2 separate regions of the Rattus norvegicus genome follow, and region 1 is linked to region 2. A link is a contact called in public Hi-C data. All regions are on one chromosome and are shown on one strand. Each heading gives the region's core, a stretch centred on a gene start, on an enhancer-like site or on the middle of the called end of the contact. The rest is flanking DNA. Distances are from core to core; before and after follow the strand shown.

Evidence for each region. Hi-C and Micro-C count contacts between places; a contact is called where the count stands out from the background.
Region 1: a Hi-C map of liver shows a contact between it and region 2, with 1.6 times the contacts expected there. The contact joins two enhancer-like sites. A contact is called at or near these places in 3 of 12 Hi-C or Micro-C datasets (hepatocytes, kidney and liver) and 1 of 1 datasets of contacts at active chromatin or transcription factors (oligodendrocytes).

What each region holds. Positions count from the first base shown.
Region 1 is chr5:101,999,233-102,002,525 of GRCr8, forward strand. All of the region lies in intron 2 of Nfib (nuclear factor I/B), which reads right to left. Among named protein-coding and RNA genes, the nearest start is that of Nfib, 19 kb to the right of the region's middle. Within about 2 kb of position 1,904, at least 6 of the 93 cell types and tissues checked have an H3K27ac peak or open chromatin away from gene starts, as enhancers often do. A contact at or near this core is called in hepatocytes and liver, where this site is marked.
Region 2 is chr5:101,909,247-101,912,448 of GRCr8, forward strand. The region is part of intron 2 of Nfib (nuclear factor I/B); the gene reads right to left. Among named protein-coding and RNA genes, the nearest start is that of Nfib, 110 kb to the right of the region's middle. Within about 2 kb of position 1,570, at least 4 of the 93 cell types and tissues checked have an H3K27ac peak or open chromatin away from gene starts, as enhancers often do. A contact at or near this core is called in hepatocytes and liver, where this site is marked.

The sequences.
Region 1 (3,293 bases), core at 654-3,153, 90 kb after region 2:
TGGAACTGGGGCACCAAAGATGAATTCACATCCCCAGTGTGAAACACTCAACGAGAGCAAAGAAGCCTACACTGAGGAGAAAACCAGGCCTCGTGGGGCTTGGACCACAGGAGACATAAACATAATCCTAACTCAGGAGCCCTTTTAACCAAACCGTAATGATGCTCTTTGAACAAAGAATGAAAGATGAGTTTTTCACTAACATAGTCCATTCCCATGAACTACAGAAGCAGATCGGACCAGACTTTAAAACCGAGTCTGCTTCATGCTCTCAAGGGCTGGCCAAAGGTTGTACCAATGACAGATACCATGACCACAAGTTACAAGGTGTTAATAGCTGCATAAAGGTTTCTATTCACATTGCTTATGTGTCTCATATATCTATAAGACATGGATCTCAGCGCGCGCGCACACATACACACACACACACACATACACACACACACACACACACACACACACACACACACACACAAAATCCAATTCTAAGAATACAAACAGGGTATTCACCAAAGAAGAAAACTTGCAAGTTGCTAAAAATATTTTTCTACCTACTCCCATTCTAAATGAATTCCAGATTTTATCAGTATTTGGAACTGTGTTCATATTTCTCGAATCTAATACGAGATTTCATTTTGTCCTCCCATGAACTCATCTTAAATCTGAAATATGTTTCTCCATACACATGTTTTATATTATACGAACGTTGGACACAAAAAGCAGATTAACTGTGAGCCCTAATGCTGTGTTTGTTAGTACTGAGAAGTCATTCCAACTGTTCCAAATGGGATTAATGCCGTATAACAAGTCTATTTAATTATTGTAAGACCAGTGATCCTCATATTACTATAAGCTGCTTTTCCCTTATTTGGAGCCTATAAATGGAACCGAAATTGCACATGATAACTACAGGTCATACCCTGAAACATGATGTTTCACATGGCAGGAATAAAAGAGACACTGCAGCATCTCTGAGCAGCTACAAAACACAGCCAGTGTTTAAGATCCATGTGGATGTTCTCATTGTAGCATCACATTAACTTCCACTGGAAGTGTACACAAAGCTCTTCAAGAGCATTGGGAAGATGCAGTAACAAATGTTACAAATGCTGTCAGCAGCAATCCAATTTGAGTGTTGAAAACTTGAGGATACACTGTGTTCTAGGAACTCAGTTTTAATAGATTTCTGTGTATCGTCTGAACGGCAACTGAATGCCAGTATCTTCTCCAAGAGAAAAGGCACACCACAGACCATCAGCACTTATGTACCAGAATCTAAACAAACTGATCAATGTTCTGACGTGCACAGCCTAGTTACCCTTTAACTATTAGACAACTGTGGAATGACCTCTCTTCCTGAGCTCTGACTAGATCCTTTAGGTCTACTGTAAACACTATCACCAAGCCCTTCACATAGAATGTTTCTTCTGCACATAGCATCAGTGTAAGATATAATTTAAGATATTTCCCTCCTAATCTCTACAATATCTAAAGTACTGTGCAAAGTGAGTGAGAACAGTCCACTGGCCACAGAGAGCAAGATCATCTAGTTGCCCAGGAATCTGGCACACAAATTTAGCTTCAGGCCCAAGGGGAGTCAACCAACCAGAGTCACTGAAGTCAAACACTGATCCCAAATTACCTCATGGTGGGGAGAAGCCAATGTTTTAACCATTTCTCCTTTGACTTCCAGTTGTTCTTAGTAAAAGTAAAATTGCTCTAAGCAATAAATACTAACTTCTTCCCTCTAGAGGTCATTTAATTAATTTTCAGAAAGCCACAAAAAGGAGTAGTAGAAAAGGCTGACTTGAAGAGTCAGATGGCTGTGGAATCAAAACAATTCATGTAACCAGTTAAACTGTCTGAGGCTTTGATCCAACTAAGGGTCACGGGACCTTTCAGACTGAGAGTCTCAAAACCAGCAGCTTGCTCCTTTTAACCAGCCGTCCAGCCTTGTCACATCACCCACACTCTGTCCAACTCAATCTAAGAAGTAAATGAAGCTCTTCCAAATGTGGGTGACTTAATCTTGATACCGAGGAACCTTCCATGTTCCACGGCAGGGTAATGAGTTTGTTCTAAGTATTGGCCAGGACACTCTTTATCGAACATGTGTCAAAAATTATTTTACTCCCTAAAATATCCCTAGATGCATCAAGGAAACTCTAGGAAATCTGAGAACTCGTGAAATGATACCATAATTCTAATTTAAGTGTATTTCAAAACCATAGAGGAATAGCTATAGGTATATGCCTACCTTCAAAGTTCTTACTAGCCGGGACCCATACACAGGAGTATGACTGGCTCATTGCTTTTTTTCCCCACCCCTTCCTCTCTTTAGGATGTTTTACACCACTGGCAATAGCTACTAACACAGTGATTGAGCACTTGCTTAAACATCCACATATTCCTTCCCTCCATGCTCAGGTAGTCTATAGACTATGCTATATTCTATGCCATATTCCTTCATATATACTAAAATGGCTATTATTAAATGAATGCTTTACTTACATGATTTGACAAATGCTAAAATAGTCATTATAACTCCTACTTCATAAAAGAGAAGAACCAAAGCACATGTAGTATAAAGGACTTGACCAAAGTTACAAAGCTCATGAATGCAAAAGCAGAACTGTGTCGATCATGGGCATGGTCTTTGTTTGAGAGAATAAATGTTTGTATACTGCTTAGTCTGTGTCACCTTGACAGAGTCACCTGGGAAGAGGAGACCTCGACTGGAGACAATCTCTATCACACCGGTCTGTGCCTATCTGTGAAGCATTTTCTTAACTGTTAACTGATATTAGAGAGCCCAGTCCACTCTGGGCAGCACCATTCCTACGCAGGCTAGATAAGAAAGCTAACTGAGCAGAAGCCAGAAAAAAAAGCAAGCCAGTTGGTGTCATACCCCATTAGTTCCTGCTTTTGTTCCTGATGGCTCACTGCCTTGACTACCTTCAGTGGTGAACTGTTACCTGGAAGCAGAAGGTGAGATAAACCCTTGCCTCCCCACGTTGTTTTGGTCATGGGCTTTAATTACAGCAACAGAAAACTAACCAGAACAGTTTGTGTGTCACCAAAATTCCTGTTTAAACCCTAACCCTGAACATGATGGTATTAAGAAACACGTTTGGTACCAAATTAATTCAGGAGGGTAGGTTCCTCACAAATGAAATTATTGGCTTGAAGAGAGATCCCAGTTGGGTTTTCTGATGAGACACTGGAGGAAAGGATCAGCAACCCAGAAGGTGGCCCTCTCTGGGCTCTGATCCTGGACTAACCACCTCCAGAAC
Region 2 (3,202 bases), core at 320-2,819:
GAAGCAAGTGAGTTTTGAAGTCTGACATGTTTATCACTCTAGAATCAATGCCAGGCAACAAAGTTAATCAATATAAGTCAGATTAGATATAATGCCACTTGGAATATTCAAATAATTATTATTATCATAAAAATAGGAAAGGAAGAAGGAGAAAGGAAGGAAAGAAGAAAGGAAGGGAGGAAGGAAGGAAGGGAAGGAGGGAGGGAGGGAAGGAAGGAAATGTTGCCTCTATACTACCCTAAGCATGATTCTTATACACCAAGGCCTTTCGTGCCACATGATATTGACATATAAAGATAATAACATAATTACATTTTCAAAATCAAGCTCAAAATATAGTCTTCTGGGACATCTTTGGATAACTCCATTCCATTTCCATTTTCTTCCCTTTACCATAACACAAGCTTTCTCTCCAATGATTAACAAAGTCCTTCTTCTTGAATGCTATTGCCACACACAAGGCTGTGTGTCTTTGGGCTGGAAAAATTAGGAGCTTGATGGATTTTATTTAATGTTTTGCAGCTGCATTTTCATGTCCTGATGCTCTGCTGAGTCACTTGACACTCTCACCATAACCAAGTTCCTTTTCATGTCTGTCTGGATTAGTTTTTTTGTCAACGTGACGAAAGACATAGCTTTGGGAAGAGGGAACTGAGAAAATGTCCCAACCAGATTGGCCTGTAGGCAAGCCCATGGTGTATTTTTGGTTTTGTTTGTTTGATTGATTGATTCACGATTGATTTGGTCCAGCCCACAGTGGGAGGTGACACTCTTAGACTGGCAGTCTTGGGCACTATTCAGAAAGCAGGCTGAGCAAGCCACGGGAAGAAAGCCAGTAAGCAACACTCCTCCATGGCTTCGGCCCCAGCTCCTGCCTCCAGGTGCATACCCTGCTTGGGTTCCTGGCCTGAATTCTCTCAGTGATGGGCTGTTACCTGAGACAATGTCTCATTTGTCCGCTATTATCCAAGTTTGTGCTGTTTGTGTCAGTTAACACTGAACAGCATGTGGACATTTTATCCATTGAAAACCCATGTTCATTAAGAGCTGGAGATCCGGCTCTGCAATTAAGAGCAGTTGCTCCTCTTCCACAGGACCCGAGTCAGTATCTCAGCACCCATATCAGCTCCAGGGAGGCTAACCCTTTCTTTTGGACTCTGTCAGTGCCTGCACTCACTTGTGCACCAGCCCTCAGCAGCACCACAGGCACATGAACGTGCAAGCCAAAAGGAACATAAATATTTTTAAGGAAAAACTATTTATTAAGCTATTTTAAATTTGATTCTGAGATCTTAATCTCTGCGTCGTAAGGCAAAACTTACAAATTTAACGAAGAAATAGTTGTTGAAAAAGGAAAATGGGAGTAGAGCCTAAGTAGACAGAAGATAGCCATGGAGGACACTGGGCAACGACATCTACGTTTTGTGTTTCTCCTTCCCGTTTGTGCCAGTGAAATAGCTATAGAGCACATATTCCCTTGGCCCAGGGGCAAGGCTATCAGCTCTGTTAAAGGATGGGCGTTTCCCCACTGCTAGTTCACAAACAGGCTAGCATTGATTGACTTTTTCCTTTCTGTTTACCTGGATCAGTTTTTGGCTGAACATTCATTAAGGTTAAGGCATAACAAGAGGTGATAAGGTAGTCTCACGGTCATTATTCCTCCCAGGAGGGTTCCAGGGACGTATCTAAGTAGCAATTTGGTTTACGATGAAATGAAAAGTAGAAACTTACACAGGAATTTTGAAACTACAATTAAATATTTTTTTTAAAACCCAAGTATGTATACGTTACCTAACTTCACATTGTCTCCCATAAGATGTCAAAAGCAGAGGTCCCTATCGACTCTGAGCTCCTACATGTGGAAGAGGTTTCCTCTGCTAGGGACTAATATCATACCCAAGCCGCCATGGACACTGATACTTGAACCAAGAGCGTAAAGACATGTTATCTTTAACCATAATAAAACAAACAATAGTGTTAAGATGCTGTAGTTAATTGTGTCTACTCCCCAGGGAGGGCAGCCACTAAAGCTGCTTCAAATCCAATGGGGAGATTAGAAGTAATTTTACTCCTGATTGTCCTACTTCTACTAAAAAATAATAATAATAAATCTGCCCAAAATTCATTATATTCATTCTGCAACTCTAGAGTCCACAGTAAAACCACAGAGAAGGGAAACAAGCAAGCAGGCAGGCAACCACTGAGACTAGTTGGGTAAGTTTTTGGTTTGCAGTTTAAGCAGACCTTTGACATTTGACCTTTGGCTTCCTAATCTTCTCAAAACGTGTTGTCAATCTCATAGGAGGCTTTAAAATCAAGAGCTGCAAATGTAAACTTTCCACTACTCCTGTATTACTAAAGAATACAAGAAGTAACTTGGATCCAGTCACTCAGAAAGTGTGCGAAATGCATTCTGCAGATCGTGGGCCAGCTAGACAACAACACGGAGGAGCTCCTTCTTTTCTTAACACTTGTGGGAGGTGATGAAGACAGCACCAGGGCCTTCGGAGCTTTGCAAGCACCTTCACCAACGTCTTCTGCAATCCTAAGAGGGGCTGCTGTGCTGTGCACGCTACTTGCCTTACAAAGAATGTGGTTTGAGGCCCTGCAGTGATAGGAGACCTCACCCCCATTCTTCCATGCCCTTGCCCAAGAGACTTTGTCTGGGTCCTCAGGGATGTTGAGAAAACCCTCTGCCACACTGCTCTACCTCGAAGGATCTACGGGAGAACTTTTGAAATGTATATTTATTCCATTCCACTGGGGTATTAGAACAAAGACTTGATAGGACTTCTCTGGTGCACTTTGATCCCTACAGGCAACGCTGTCATAAAAATAAAGGCATTGTTGTTATTATTCTAATTGAGTTATTTATGAATGATCATCTTGATGGAGTCCAGCCCTCAGATACAGAGCAGAAAATTCTACTAAGTCCTCTGGGGGACAATTGCCTCGTGGCAATTAAACCCATAACCGCATTTCCTTATTACTGTTACAAAGGACTATAGTTCAAGGAGAGGCAAAATAGGGAGTTTAAGAAAAATTAGGCTGTGTTCCACGGAAGATGCTGAGCTTGCAAATGTGGGACCTAAGACTGTAGGTGAACTCTGAAGAACATGTGTTCCAAATTAGCAGGGTTTTGTGTCCGTCATATCAGAAAGTCAGGTGTCCCTGAGGCTGCAACTTTTTAGCAGAGTTTAGG